Regions from separate parts of the Macaca mulatta genome. Here region 2 is linked to region 1. A link is a contact called in public Hi-C data. All regions are on one chromosome and are shown on one strand. The core of a region is the stretch at or near the end of the contact, and the rest is flanking DNA. Distances in the headings are between cores, read along the strand shown. Region 1 holds the start of MIPEP (mitochondrial intermediate peptidase). Region 2 overlaps C1QTNF9 (C1q and TNF related 9).

Region 1 (7,491 bases), core at 2,875-5,374:
AATTAAACATAAAAAATGAAAAAAGAAAAAGAAAATTTTGCTATCTCAGCAATGGATTTCCTAGTTGGTGAAGAGATCTAGGTATACACTTCTATTTCAACTTTAAAATGTTAAAAAAATAAAAAAAGGCTTTACAATCATTTTGATGTCAAAACTTGTTTTTTAATTTAAAAAAAGCATTCCTGAAAAGGTTTATTAAAACTGGTTCTCACACCTCTTATGAAAAAGAAGTGGCTCACACTTATAATCCCAGCACTTTGGGAGGCTGAGGCAGTAGGTTCACTTGAGGCTAGGAGTTCAAGACCAGCCCGGGGAACACAGGGAGACCCTGTCTCTATTACAGCAAAAAAAAGAAAAAAAGGAATTTTGTTGTAAACGTACACATAAAGTGTTCTTAGAATTTGGGGAGAAGCGTTCAAAAATGAAGAACCTCTGTCAAATGAATATATATGTAAACATATATTAGTAATCATTCATTATATTACATGTATATTTTATTAAATATTATATTAAAGTACAAGTTCTAAATATGACCTTTTCTGATAACATTTTCCCCATTCCTAATGACATATTTCATCATAAAAAATCATACCTAACGGATCTCAAACAGTTTCAGACATTTTTAACTTTATAATCTAATATTAAGAGTAAACAACAAAGGATAAACTTCACTTAAATTTTAGCAGGGTTGAAAGAGAAGTAGCTTCAAGTCTAAGGCAAAGCATCTTACCAAGTCGGCCACTCTGCACAAGGAATCCGAGAGCTCATCAAAGATCAGCACGGTCTGGGGCCCAGGTGGGGTGGAACACGCACGGTCCACAAGCAATTCTGTCTTTCTCAAGGCTTTTTCTTGTGCAATATGAAATCCTTCTGGGGCACTGAGCTCAGGAACTCCAAAAAGACCCTTAGAACCAAAGAATACGTCTGATTTATAACCAAAATTCAAAACTGTGCTTTTTTGATATTTACTAAAATTACTTTTATCACAAAGGAAATCTTGGCTTTCATTGGGGTATCATGTTATACCTGTGATCACGGATACTACTATCATACTCCCCATATCACTCCACATAAATTACACTAAAAATGTTCCCAGAACATAATTTTTCTTCAATTTTTAACTATTTTCTGAAAAAAAAAATGATATGGGTTCAAAATCCAGCTCTGTCACTTCTACAGAACCTAAGAGTGGCTGCAAGAATTAAATGAGATAATATATGTAAATATATATGTGTGTGTGTATTTGTGTGTGTATATATATATAGCAGTGTTTAGCACATAGCATTTGATAGATAGATGTCAGCCATAATTATTATTAGTTTATAACCCTGGTCATGTTATTTCTCCTCCTAGGCCTCATATTTTTTCATCATGTACAATGGGAATGACAATACATATCTTACAGCAGGGATACACATACTAAGGATATGTAAAGTACTAAAAGCAATATCTGACAGAGTAAGATCTCAGTACACAGTACCAATTATTCTACAACTATCAAAGAGAGAGGATGAGTTGACCACGAAGCAATAGATATTTTAGAAAAATTTAATGAACATATTAAAATCATAGGCTGAAACTGGGAGCAAATTTTATACGTTCCAAAGACATTTCAATATCTTGATAAAAATAAAAATCACTGATCTAATGGCAATGACCATTCTCTTGTTACCTCTTCAATCACACTTGTTAGCATACTCAGGAAGGCAGGGAAAAAAGCATTTAATATGCACCTACCGCATACCATGAAGTGCGCCTGCTACTTTACACAGGTTCTCATTTCAATCACACAATCCTACAGAACAGAGTATCATTCTTTTATAGATTAGGACACATGCTTTAAGAGGTTAGAGAAGGCGGGCGGATCACGAGGTCAGGAGATCGAGATCATCCTGGCTAACGCGGTGAAACCCTGTCTCTACCAAAAATACAAAAACATTAGCTGGGCGGGCGGCGTGCACCCGTACTCCCACCTGCTGGGGAGGCTGGGACAGCAGAATGGTGTGAACCCGGGAGGCGGAGCTTGCAGTGAGCCAAGATCGAGGCACTGCACTCCAGCCTGGGTGACAGAGCAAGGCTCCGTCTCAAAAAAAAAAAAAAAGAGGTTAGAAAAAACTTCTTTGAGGTCACAAATTAATATTGGCAAAGCCAGAACTCGAACCCGCTCTGTACATCTCTAAAGCCCACACTTTTCCATACTTCTCTATTACAGTTACAATCTCAATTACAATCTGTTTGAAAGTCTTCTCTCCTGAAAAGGTGAGCTTCCAGACCCAAGAGCGCTGCCCTTCATTTCTTTAACCAGCTATCCAACAGAACGTCTAACATATGGGGGGAACTCAATGTAGGAAACAAATGACCGCAGCAGAGGCTGGGCTTTGTTAATTAACTTGGCAGGTGTTTAGCACACACACTTTCAGAAATAGCAGCAGGTAACCCTTCAGGCCTGATGAGGCCTACTGTTTCTACAACAAGGGATGGATGAAGTTAAGCTATTAATCTCTCTTCAAAATATATTACAAGTTAAAAAAATAAAAGAGAGTCAGTGGGGGACAAAAGAGAATCAGGACTAAAAACAAATGTCATCTTTATATTGATTTAATTTGATTCAAGCGCAGACTAATTCCACTTCCCAGTACAACCTGCCCTACTGCCGCGTTGCCCTCGGGAATTCTAACTCTCGGATTACCAGTGACCTTCGTAATGCTAAAAAACTGAATAAACCTTTTTTTCCAAGGCAAAAACCAATTCACAAATTTGAAAATCTGCTATCGGTGCTGAGTACCAAGATACAAAAGGGAAAAATAAAAGCTAAAATTAGATACATCTCATCTACCCAAAATCAGGCTTCCCCTCACGTCTTTCTCCTCAGCGCCCACAAGCAGTTCTCACACCAACTATGTTAATACCAACATTGCATACTCTTAAGGAAGGTGGTGTGGCAAATTTCACACAAAATAATTTTAAAACAGACAAAGCTGATAATGGAGATAAAACCAGAATAATACACCTTAGCTCAGTGCAATACCCTAGACTCCTCTTTATAAGGCAATACACTACAATGAAATTTTAAAAAGCAAAAATAAAAGTAATCCTTAACCTAAAACGGACAAAATATACAAACTCCAAGTAGAACAGGCATCAGGTAAGTCCCTTCCAACCTTGCCTCCTTCTCACCTTCCACTACACAATGCACTCTAGTGACTTCCTGGGGTAAGAAATCCAAGTGACCAATTCCATGGCACTATGGCAAGTCAGACTCCTCGCAACAGGGTTTTGTGTTTTAAAACAAGAAAGCCCAAAGCTTTCAAATAAATTAGTAGGCGATGGAATTTCATGTATCAATGAAATTACCATTACTCGACTACAGGCAGCCGTGTCCCTGCAAAAAGACCATGCGATACCGCCTGTGAAGGCACAGGGATAGGCCTCCTAAGGCAAGACTGTAGCGCTGGAACTAAAGGGCTTTAGCGGGTGTGCGGGTGCATGTATGCAGAGGGCGGGTCCTGGCAGGCCGAATTCACCGCCACCATCAGGACGAACTATTCAGATTCACGTGGAGCAAGTGGCTCATGCAGAGGCAGTTCCCGGACCCGACACTCTGGGGAGGAGACCACTAAACCCGGCCCCTCAAAGCAGAGGTGACCTTGCCCTTATCGAGAGGGCACACAAGACGCCACTGTACGAGGTGGGTTCGCTGCCCGCCTCCTCCCAGGCCCAAACAATCTGGCCCTGAGTGTCGCTGGCCGCGCGGAGCAGAGGTCGGCTTAGCTCGCGGACTGAGGGGAGCTCCTCCTGCGCCGCTCACCCGGCGCTCGCCGAACAGGTCCAAGCGGCTGCCCTGGGGCTTGACATTGAAGGCGGCGCCCACGGGAGACCAGCTGGTGCTGACCCTTCGGGCCCGGATCCCGGCTTGAAGGCTTCCCTGGCCCGCCCACCGGGGCGGCAGAGCTGCTGCTCTGGCTCCGAAGCCGCCCAGCCTTCCGACGCACAGCATTCTATCCCCGGAGCACTCCCTTCCTCCCACGCGAGACCCCTGCCCTGGTGCTTTCGCCGGGAGCGCGGCTCCGCGTTTCCAAGGCAGCGGCCCACGCCGCCCCACGTGACGGCTCCGCTTCCGGGTCTGGGCGTGGCCTCAGGACGAGGGCACGTTGACGTCCAGAGAGCAAGAGCGTCGCTGCCCTGCCTTCTCAGCCGCCGTCGCGGTTTACCGCCCCCTGTGTCCAGAGTGAGGAAAGGCTAGGGTTGCGCTTCCCTCCCAAGTGACTAGGGGGCTGGGCGCGGGCAAAATCATGATATATTCGAATTCCGGTGGACATTAGATATTTTTTGAGAGATGGTAGGTACTTGAGTAAACAAGAAATGCCCGCCATAGGCCTGAAGGAGAAGTTTCCCTTTTAACCAACTCTCTTGGTAAATTCATCCTGCACTTCTCTGTTTGGTGTCTCTGCCCAGTAACTTTTTACTCTTGCATAGCTCATTTAAAAACTTTAGATGGCAAACAGTGAAAGCAGTCTAATGGGATTTTCCCTGCAGGGTTTCAGAATTGTCTGGGACCCGTGATCCCTTTTTTCCTCCCGCTTTCTCTCCTTTGGGATGGACTGTCTACCCTACGCCGGCCCCCGCCCCGCACCACTGTCTTTTAAAAGTGGATTAACTTTTCTGGTTTCGCAGAATCACACATGGAGAGAAATTCTGCCACAGGATGAATCACCCAGGAGGTCTCCTCTGTAGCTTATTTAATGACGTAGATGGGGGGAGTTGATGCGGAAAGTGGTAAGACTTTTGGAAATGTTGAGATGGGGCGAAAATGTATTTCGCACATGGGAAGGAAATCGACTTTGGGAATCAGAGGGCAGATTGGGCTGAACTGTGTCTCCCAAAAGAGATGCTGAAGTCCTAACCCTCGGTGCCTGTACAGGTGACCTTATTTGAACACAGGGAGTTTGCAGAGATGATTAAGATGGGTCATACTAGATTAGGGAAGCTGTCCTTGTAAGAAGAGGAAAATGTGGCTGATACAGGAGGAGGAGGACAGCCACCTGAAGATGGCGGCGGGGACGGGAGTGATGCTGCCACCAGCTGCCAGGAGCTGGAAGCAGCAAGGCCGGATCCTCCTGCAGCCCCTTTGGAGGGAGCATGGCCCTGCTGCTACGGTGATTGCAAACTTCCAGCCTACAGAACTGAGAAAGTCCATTTCTGTTGTTGAAAGACTCTCACTTTGTGTACTTTATTAGGGCAATCCTAGAAAACAAACAGAGATTCACCACTGGCAAATAATGATCAAACAATGATTTGTTGGATGGAATGGTGATTAAAACCTAGGTTAGAAAATGAGCAAAGCGGGAGGCAGAGCACCAGGACAAATAGCTAATGCATGCAGGGCTTAATACCTAGGTGACGGGTTGATAGACGCAGCAAACCACCACAGCACATGTTTACTATATAACAAACCAGCACGTTCTGCATATGTATCCCAGGACTTAAAAATAATTTGTTAAAAAAAGACAAAATGAGCAGTGTCTACAGCTTTCTGGAGTGTGACAGCATCACCAACTTAAAGCTGTTACTAGTACTGAATGGAATAAAGATTTCCCTTTACTTTCCCCTTACTGTCCTCAGAAACACAGATGAGGGATACATCCTCACATGACTCCTCAGAGCACTCAAATGGGATCAAAACACTCTTCCCACAAGAAACACACAGGCAGAGGATTCTTCAGATAATAGGAATAAGAAATGTGAAGTAAATTAGAATAAACCATGCAGCTATTTTCAATATTTACTCCTGGAAAGACAGTAAGTTACACAGAATCAGTTTTGGGAATAACTTTTCCGTTTTCACCTTTTTATGATTATTGTAATAACTGGAGGAATAAAGTAAAACCATCTGAGTCAGTTCGTCACCAAGCTGATTCTGAGATGGGGCGGCCGATTCATCAACTCTCCTGTCACGGGCTGCCGAACAGAAGGAACCCTGTGAAAGTTGTGTCATCGTCCTCATCAGCAAACAAGCCATTGAACCTGTCTCCTCCTGTCACCTGCAGCCACACCTCATCCCCCAGCTTCAGCTGCAGGACAAGGCCGCCAGAGGCCTGGTCCTCAGAGCTCATGTAAGCGTCTTTGGTGTGCAGTATTTTTACTCCATTTTTGACCAAAGACACCTGAACATTCCTGGAGAAAACAGTGATGTGGTAGGTGAAGTAATAGACCCCAGCAATGTGGCACGTGAACTTCCCCGTTGCTATATCATAATGGTTGAATTCGTTATACAGGATCTTATCAAATTTAATGGGCACATCTGAAGAAGGAAACTTGCTCAGCACCGTGAGCCCCACAGTGAAAGCACTTTTTGGCAAGACTAGCGTCTCACCGATTTTCCCTTTCTCTCCTCGATCTCCTTTCCAGCCTCTTATTCCCCGGACTCCTGGCTCACCCTGGGGCCCCATGGGTCCAGCTTCTCCCTTGGGACCAGGCTTTCCAATAGGGCCCATGGAACCTGGTAAACCAGTTGGGCCCAAAGGCCCAATGTCACCCCTTGGCCCCTCAGGACCAGTGGGACCCACACATCACCCTTATTCCCCTTCTGCCCCTGAGGCCCAGTCTCTCCTCGGAGGCCTTTCTCTCCCATGGGCCCTGCAAGCCCCTTGGGCCATGTTTTCCTGGGGATCCTCTTGAACCTTGATCACCTTTGATGCCTTTTGCTTCAACTTTTCCATCTGCTGCTAAATAGAGAAAGAGCAAACAAAGAGATGGTTTGTGAAAGATTCCCTTGTGAACAACTTCGGTTTTTCTATAATTGAGCTCAGAAATGAAACAAAGTACTCTACACGTTCAGTATACATGTACCCAGAGTTTAAAATTCAATTACTCCATCTGGGTGCGGTGGTCTCCTAGCACCTTCAGAGACCGCAGCAGGAGGACTGCCTGAGGCCAAGAGTTCAAGACCAACCCAGCCAACATAACAATACCCTAACTCTTAAAAAAAAAAAAAATCATAAAAATAAGAAAATAAAATTCAATTACTCCAGCCCAGTTCAGTGGCTCATGCCTGTAATCCTAGCACTTTGGGAGGCCAAGGTGGGCAGACTGCTTGAGTCCAGGAATTCAAGATCAGCCTAGGCAACACGGCAAAACCTCACGTCTGCAAAAAATACAAAAATTAGCCAGGCGTGGTGGTGCACAACTGTAGTCCCAGCTACTCAGGAGGCTGAGGTGGGAGGATCACTTGAGCCCAGGAGGTTGAGGCTGCAGTGAGCCGTGATCAAACCACTGCACTCCAGCCTGGGCAACAGAGTGAGACTCTGTCTCAAAAAATAAAATAAAATAAATGAAAGTCAGTTACTCCAATTACACAAGTGTGTGCACATGGACACACACACACATCTCAACAGACCTTTTAACTGCTGTCTACTAAGTTAGTGTCAGGGTTCATGTTAGAAATGACAACCCTACCATCTAAGTCTAACATGCTGGCTATGAAATAATGTC
Region 2 (7,491 bases), core at 2,172-4,671, 400 kb after region 1:
TCCAACAAATCATTGTTTGATCATTATTTGCCAGTGGTGAATCTCTGTTTGTTTTCTAGGATTGCCCTAATAAAGTACGCAAAGTGAGAGTCTTTAAACAACAGAAATGGACTTTCCCAGTTCTGTAGGCTGGAAGTTTGCGATCTCGCAGCAGCAGGGCCATGCTCCCTCCAAAGGGGCTGCAGGAGGATCCGGCCTTGCTGCTTCCAACTTCTGGCAGCTGGTGGCAGCATCACTCCAGTCCCCGCCGCCATCTTCAGGTGGCTGTCCTCCTCCTCCTGTATCAGCCACATTTTCCTCTTCTTACAAGGACAGCTTCCCTAATCTAGTATGACCCATCTTAATCATCTCTGCAAACTCCCTATGTTCAAATAAGGTCACCTGTACAGGCACCGAGGGTTAGGACTTCAGCATCTCTTTTGGGAGATAGAGCTAACAACTTCTACCGAGGACCCCTGGACTGACCCGCTGGCCCTTTCACTGGCCTAGAGAGCTCCCCTCTGGAGGACACTACAACTGCAGGGCCCCTTCTTTGCCCCTATCCAGCAGGAAGTAGCTAGAACGGTCATCGCCCAATTCCCAACAGCATTTGGGGTGTCCTGTTTAGAGCGGGGATTGAGAGGTGAAGCTGGCTGAGCTTCTGGGTCCGATGGGGACTTGGAGAACTTTTCTGTCTGGCTAAAGGATTGTAAATGCACCAATCAGCACTCTGTGTCTAGCTAAAGGTTTGTAAATGCACCAGTCAGCCCTCTGTCAAAACGGACCAATCAGCTCTCTGTAAAATGGACTAATCCGCAGGATGTGGGTGGGGCCAGATAAGGGAATAAAAGCAGGCCACCCTAACCAGCAGCAGCAACCCGCTAGTCCCCTTCCACACTGTGGAAGCTTTGTTGTTTTGTTATTTGCAATAAATCTTGCTGCTGCTCACTCTTTGGGTCCATGCCACCTTTATGAGCTGTAACACATACCGTGAAGGTCTGCAGCGTTACTCCTGAAAAGCCAGTGACACCATGAACCCACCAGGAGGAATGAACAACTCCGGATGCTCTGCCTTTAAGAGCCGTAACACTCACTGCAAAGGTCTGTGGCTTCACTTCTCAAGTCAGCGAGACCACGAACCCACCAGAAGGAAGAAACTCCAGACACATCCGAACATCAGTAGGAACAAACTCCGGACACACCATCTTTAAGAACTGTAACACTCACCACGAAGGTCTGTGCCTTCATTCTTGAAGTCAGCAAGACCAACAGCCCAGCAATTCAGGACACAATACTAGAACATTCCTATGTGTTAACGAGGTAACCACGAGGGAAGTGCCAGAGAGAAAGGGGAAGTAATTCATAGATGGAGTGAGAGATCTGAAGAGAGAGAAATTTGAATGGGATCAAAACCACAGGCCAAGGAAACATGACTTAAGAAGAACAGCCAAAAAGAAACAAGCATATGCGGGTTTGAGGGACCTTACTCAATCATAATAAAGTGAATTTCAAGGAGTTTCTACCCATGAGGGGGCCAGGCCAGGGAAGGGTGTGATGACATCAGGGATTCAAAAGACATCCTGGCTCTTCCTCAGCTCTCACTCAGCCCTCAGAGCAGTGAGCCCACCCTCCTTCTGTCCTTCCTCCTCTCCCTCTTCCCTCTGTCTCTGCCGTTCTCTCTCTCATTCCCTGTCTCCCTCTCAGTCGCTCCCTTTCTCTTTCTCCCTCACTCTGTCGCTGTCATTCCCTCTCATTTACTCTTTTCCTCTCTCTCCCTCATTCTCTTTCCCCCTCATCCTGTCTCTCTCATTCTCTCCTTTTTTTTGCTCCTTATTCTGTCTCATTCTCTCATTCCTCTTTCCCTCATTCTCTTCCTCCCTCTCAATATCCTCTTCTTCTTTGGCAAAATTACCCTGCTAATAGCTCGGGGTGTCTAACGGTACTGAGAGGCTCAGAACTCCCTCTGACTGGGTCTTTCCACTTCAAATTTTCAGTTCCAAGACAAAGTGCTGGAGTTGGGCAGACAACCACCACACCCTCCCCTCCCACCGCCTAGGGCCAATTTGCCTTGAGTCCTTAGTCCAGTGACGTGTTGAGGGGAATTCCACCAGGGTTTAGGCCCTGGACTGGGGCTGGGTGAAGAGATCCCATAAAGTCCTGCCCTGGGGGCCAGCATCCAGGGGTAGAGACAATCATTAATCAAAAGCACCAAGGAGGGTGAAGTTGCTGCTGTGATCAGGGCTGTGAAAGAAAGGAATATGGGGTCTGAAATCGGGGCAGTGGGGAGGGCCGGCAGCCACCTCCCAAGGAAGAGGGCGTTGAGCCGGGCTCCCGCAGCTGAATAGGTGGAGGGAAGCCCTGCGTTGGGGGCAGAGCACCAGGCCTGGCCCAGCCCAGGAGTGGCAAGTAACTCCTTGGGGAGGGAGCGGGGTCCAGGCTGGACCAGGTCAGGTCGGTGAGTGGGACCTCAGGGGGCCTGAGGGTGAGGACGGCTGGAGAGGCCCGGGAGCCTGCAGTCTGCTCAGCCAAGGAGGGGTCGGGGGAGGAGGGGTCTCCAGAGCCACAGGAAGCAGGGAAAAGAGCTTGTGTTTGGTGGGGAGGACGGGATCAGATCTACGTTTCTGTAAAGACCCCTCCGGCTTCACATAAACACAGACTGCACCGGCTTTCTACATCTCACTTGGTTCTTCTTAAATGAACCAACTTGTGTGAGAGAGGATGACGGCTTATTTAATTTCCTAGCACTTACCACCAACAGCCAAATAATTTATTTTCTATCTTCTTCCACTAGAAGATAATTTCTAAGATTTATGTATGCTTTGTTCACTGTTGTATCTCCAGCACCTAGGATAAAGTCTGAGATTTGTTAAGTGAACTTTATAGGAAGCCGTTGGTTTGGGCTGAGCTCCTGCAACAGACCCAACAGAGCAAACCAAAAATGGAGTTACTCCTGCCAAACATTCATGACGCTAAACTGAAACTAAGTTGTTTATTTGACCTTCCAAGAGATCAGGAGAGAGAGAGAGAATAGCCAAATCCCCAAACAGGCCGGTTTTAACAAGCAGGAAGAAGCCCCCTCTTCTTTAACCTTTTAGAGAAAAGTTACTTTCTAATAACCAACCCGCCTTCTGCTTCCTGTTTGTTTTCCTCAGCCTTTTTCTGTTTATAAAGTCAACCCCCTCTGCTGGCCTTGTCAAAACACTCTTTCTATTTTATGGAATGGAATGTTGCTCAATTCTAGAATCACAAATAAGAGCCAATTAAGATCTTTAAACTACATTTGTTGTAATTTTTGTCTTTTGACAAATGTAATAAGCACTCAATAAACGTGAAAAGAGAGGGAGAGCAAGAGATAAAGACAGAGGGAGAGGAAGAGCGAGAGGTCTCATGGAGGAAGGAGGGAGACTTCTCTGCACCTTCAGAGGCAGGCAGCCCCCACAGTGCTGGTGCAAGGACTGAGCAGATTTTGTGGGGTATGTGTTGGTGTAATGAGAAAGACTAGCCCTGTATCCAAAGAGCTGGGTTTGAGAATTGAGTTTTGCCACTTACTAGAATGAGACATTTGTCAAGTTACTGAACATCGGAACTTCCAACTCCTCAAATGTAAAACGGGTGTGACAACACCCACCTCACCAGGTTGTTGCAGAGGCGGAATGTGTAGCTGTGATGAAGAAGCACTGTGTACACTGCAGAGAACTATGCAAATATTGGGAGTCTCTACTTTGTGGTCCCTCCCAGGAGTCAGAAGAAGACAGGACCAGGTGGCTTTTTGGGCGTCCATTGCAACATCAGGGAGAGGAGTGAAGTCACAGGGATGACACGGTCTATGGCAGGTCCTGCTGCTGCTGCTGCTGCCGCCGCCCATGACACACTCCTGGAGCCCAGGCAGAGTCTGTGTTTGTCATCTTAATTTCCCAGCTAGTTTAGATTTTATGACATCAGAGAAGACAGCAAAATCCCAGAAAAAAACTTGGGTCAAGTGTACTGCAGACAAATGGATTTCAAATTTGGTTTCTCCTTGCCCTTGGAATACATTTTAAATAAATAAATAAATAAATAAACAAGAGGAGAAACACACAGGAGAGAAACCTTTCTTCCACAGCGCCCTTGCACATTTGATCTGATTTGCACAGTGCGGGGTGGGGACAGGAAACTGACACCCTAGAAGGTTAATGGTTTCCAGGAAGTCAATTACAGATTCTGAATTTAAACCTGGGTCTGCTAACGATTGTTCTCCAATCACTCAGCTGCCACTTGTGAGTTTCCACTATGGAAACCAGTGATTTTTCACAGAAAATTAGTGAAGCAAATGGAATGATTTTTAAAAGCATAGGGTTTGAAGTCGGAAGGCTGGAGTCCAGAGTCATGGTTCTGACACCTACTGGCCTGTCATTTTCACCTGCTAACGTCTAACGAACCCGGGTTCTCCTTAGTAAAGTGGGGATGCTAGTTCCTAGGGCACCGGGCTGTGGAAGGTTGAACTGGGATAATGGGAACTCACAAGCCATAAACCGCCCAACCAGTGATGAGTACTTGCTACACTTTGGCCGCAGCTGGTTTTGATTTTACATTAGTAACCTGCAAGTCTGTATCCAGCGCTAGGCACTCCGGGGAAAAGGGGTGGGTACAAAGGAGGGATGAACCCCCAGCTCTGGCTGCAATGGAGCCAGCATCCCGTCAGAAAAGGGGAACCCTGACCCTCCTCTCCCTCCCCTGGGACTGTCCCCAGGCAACGTGGGCTCCAGCTTGCAGGTGCCGAGCTCCACCGCCAGATGGCGCCGCGGTGCGGGACGCCGCGCAGGACGCTGGGCTCCCGGAAGAAGGGAGGAGGCCGTTTGCAAAGGTTGCAGAGGCAGAGCTGTAGGTTACAGGCGAGGCGCGGGAGCCGGGCGCGGAGCCGGGATAAACAAGAGCACTCTGTGTCGGTCTGGTTCTCTAAAGAGAGGATAGTTCCAAGAAAGACACCGACTGAGGCATCCAACAACTGGGGAGCAGAACGGCGCTAGCCAAAGCAAGTTCCAGTCGGCCCGAGCCCGGGAGGCCCCACCCTTGCCGGTGGAGCTGGACCGGCTTCAAGAATGTGAGGTCCAGAAGTTAGGCCGATCACGGTGGTGCAGACACCCCGCTAGAGCAGGATCGACTCCCTGTGGGGGAGCAAAGGGACATGAGAGAGAAGCTTGGACCAGGGAGTAGGGGCCACATTACACTTGGTATTAAGCAAAAGGCAAAAGAGGGTGTCCGTGGTGCAGCCAGGAGTCCCCGGGAGTTCCCAGCAAGGCGGGGACTGATGAAAACTGCGTTTGAGGAAAACATCCCTAAACCTGAACCAGTATCCTTTAGGCTGCCAGCCTGGTTTAGGGGAGAGAAACAAAACAGACGTCCTTTTAGCAAAATGCACGTACTGGCTACACTGTTAGCTCTCTGGGAGCTGATGCCATGCGCATAGTCGGTGTGTGGCAGAGACAGCTAGGCACAGCCACCAAAGAGCCTGCTCCCCTGTAGAACGCGGGGCTATTTGAGGAAAGCATCTGCCCGGGGGCTCTGCTTCCCCATTTCCTCCTGCATTGAGCTAGCCAGAAGCTAACCATGTGAGTGAGCTTGCACCAGCAACAGCGGGCACCGTGATTGCCCCGTGGCTCTCTCCTAAAAGATGGCTCCCACTCTCCCTCCTCCTTCCACAGGCTGGGTGTTGACACACAGGGTGAGGCCACATGGCAGAGCCTCCCCTGGGCCCTATTCCGGAACAGCTGTGAGGAAACCCCTTTTCTGCCACTCTACTGCGCCTCCACCGGATCTCACACGAGACAGCAACTTCCGTTGTGTTGAGCCACTCCAATTTAGGACATTAGCAAATACAGTCACCAGTTTTACCCGCCATAATGCAAGGTTTTGCTATACATCTGTTGAATTGATGTGAACTTAACTGAACTTCTTACGCCTGGGAGTTTAATACGATCTTAGGTCCAGCTGGAGGAAGAGGCTGGAACGCCGGCTGAGCCCAAACTAAGCCATTATATCCCCTGTGACCTGCACGTATACTATCCAGATGGCCTGAAGCAAATAAAGACCCACAAAAGAAGTGAAAATAGCCTTAACTGATGACATTCCACCATTGTGATTTGTTTCTGCCCCACCCTAACTGATCAATGTCCTTTGTAATCTCCCCCACCCTTAAGAAGGTTCTTTGTAATTCTCCCCACCCTTGAGAATGTACTTTGTGAGATCCACCCCCTGCCTGCAAAGCATGGCTCCTAACTCCACCGCCTATCCCAAAACCTGTAAGAACTAATGATAATCCACCACCCTTGGCTGACTCTCTTTTCGGACTCAGCCCGCCTGCACTCAGGTGAAATACACAGCCTTGTTGCTCACACAAAGCCTGTTTGGTGGTCTCTTCACACGGACACGCGTGACACTAAGCGCTCTGCATTTCCATAAAGTGTGAACTTGGAAGGTTCCAGGGCCTCCACTGCCACCATGGGGATTGCCAAGACTGGGTGGTTTGGGCGTCTTCAAACAATTTCTTGTAAGTTTCTTTTCTTTTCTTTTCTTTTTTGAGACTGAGTTTAGCGCTTGTTGCCCGGGCTGGAGTGCAATGGCACGATCTCTGCTCAGTGCAACCTCTGCCCCCTGGGTTCAAACGATTCTCCTGCCTCAACGTCCTGAGTAGCTGGGATTACAGGTGCCTGCCACCACACCCGGCTAATTTTTTCTATTTTTAGTAGAGACGAGGTTTCACCATGTTGGCTAGTCTGATCTCAAACTCCTGACCTTAGGTGATCTACCTGCTTAGGCCTCCCAAAGTGCTGGAATTACAGGCGTGAGCCACTGTGCCCGGCCCCATAATTTTCTTAAAGTCTAGTATTTAAGACTTTAAAACAAGATTTAAGTCTGTAAAATCAAGTGGGCAAGGCTTTGAATTGCCAGTGGTGCTTTAAAGCATTTATAGGCCAAGGGCAAATTATTCTTGGATCCTTCTGGACTTGACATTCTTCTGGAGACAATGAGTCATCCAAAGAGCTCCAACCCTGAATTAAGCATTAAAAGTTATTGTTGAGCAGGACGCTCCTGCGCAGCCAAAAGGTTCCTGTAGAGTCACAGAAAGTAGCAGGAAATATCTTTATATCCCTGTCCAGAAAAAAGAGCTAAGGTTTCACAGCCCTGGAGGTCCCCAAAATGGTCCAAATTAATGAACAGTCAGAAAACCATGAGAGAAAAATCATCCAAGGTCATTCTTTTTAAGCTGACCTTCCTACCCTGCCTTCCTTTCCGCAGCTCCTTAACAAAAACTGAGCACAGTAGGGCATTCCTGTGGGGGCCTCTGAAAGTCAGTCATTCTTGCTTGAGTTCTCCGGGGGAAAGAAAAGTCTTCTACACATAAGGAGTGGACAGACAGTAATCCTAGAATGAGGAAGCGTTTATAAATAACAAGAATTCAAAGGAAGTTAGTATCAGGCCTAATGAAGATCAGGAACTCTGATAAACAGCGCCCAGCTGGAGCACATTAGATTT

Evidence for each region. Hi-C and Micro-C count contacts between places; a contact is called where the count stands out from the background.
Region 2: a contact with region 1 is called in a Hi-C map of blood, with 5 times the contacts expected there. The contact joins the enhancer-like site here to the promoter of MIPEP in region 1. A contact is called at or near these places in 8 of 14 Hi-C or Micro-C datasets (CD4 T cells, blood, cortical neurons and 4 more).

What each region holds. Positions count from the first base shown.
Region 1 is chr17:4,523,252-4,530,742 of T2T-MMU8v2.0, forward strand. It overlaps MIPEP (mitochondrial intermediate peptidase), which reads right to left and starts at 4,125. Exons shown (of 20, transcript XR_013407934.1): 1 at 3,809-4,125; 2 at 731-904. It overlaps C1QTNF9B (C1q and TNF related 9B), which reads right to left. Exons shown (of 9, transcript XM_077974271.1): 7 at 6,651-6,725; 8 at 6,569-6,648; 9 at 5,771-6,566. The coding sequence ends at 5,952.
Region 2 is chr17:4,921,125-4,928,615 of T2T-MMU8v2.0, forward strand. It overlaps C1QTNF9 (C1q and TNF related 9), which reads left to right. Exons shown (of 5, transcript XM_077974277.1): 5 at 1-927. Among named protein-coding and RNA genes, the nearest start is that of C1QTNF9, 27 kb to the left of the region's middle. Within about 2 kb of position 3,422, at least 12 of the 40 cell types and tissues checked have an H3K27ac peak or open chromatin away from gene starts, as enhancers often do. A contact at or near this core is called in CD4 T cells, blood and cortical neurons, where this site is marked.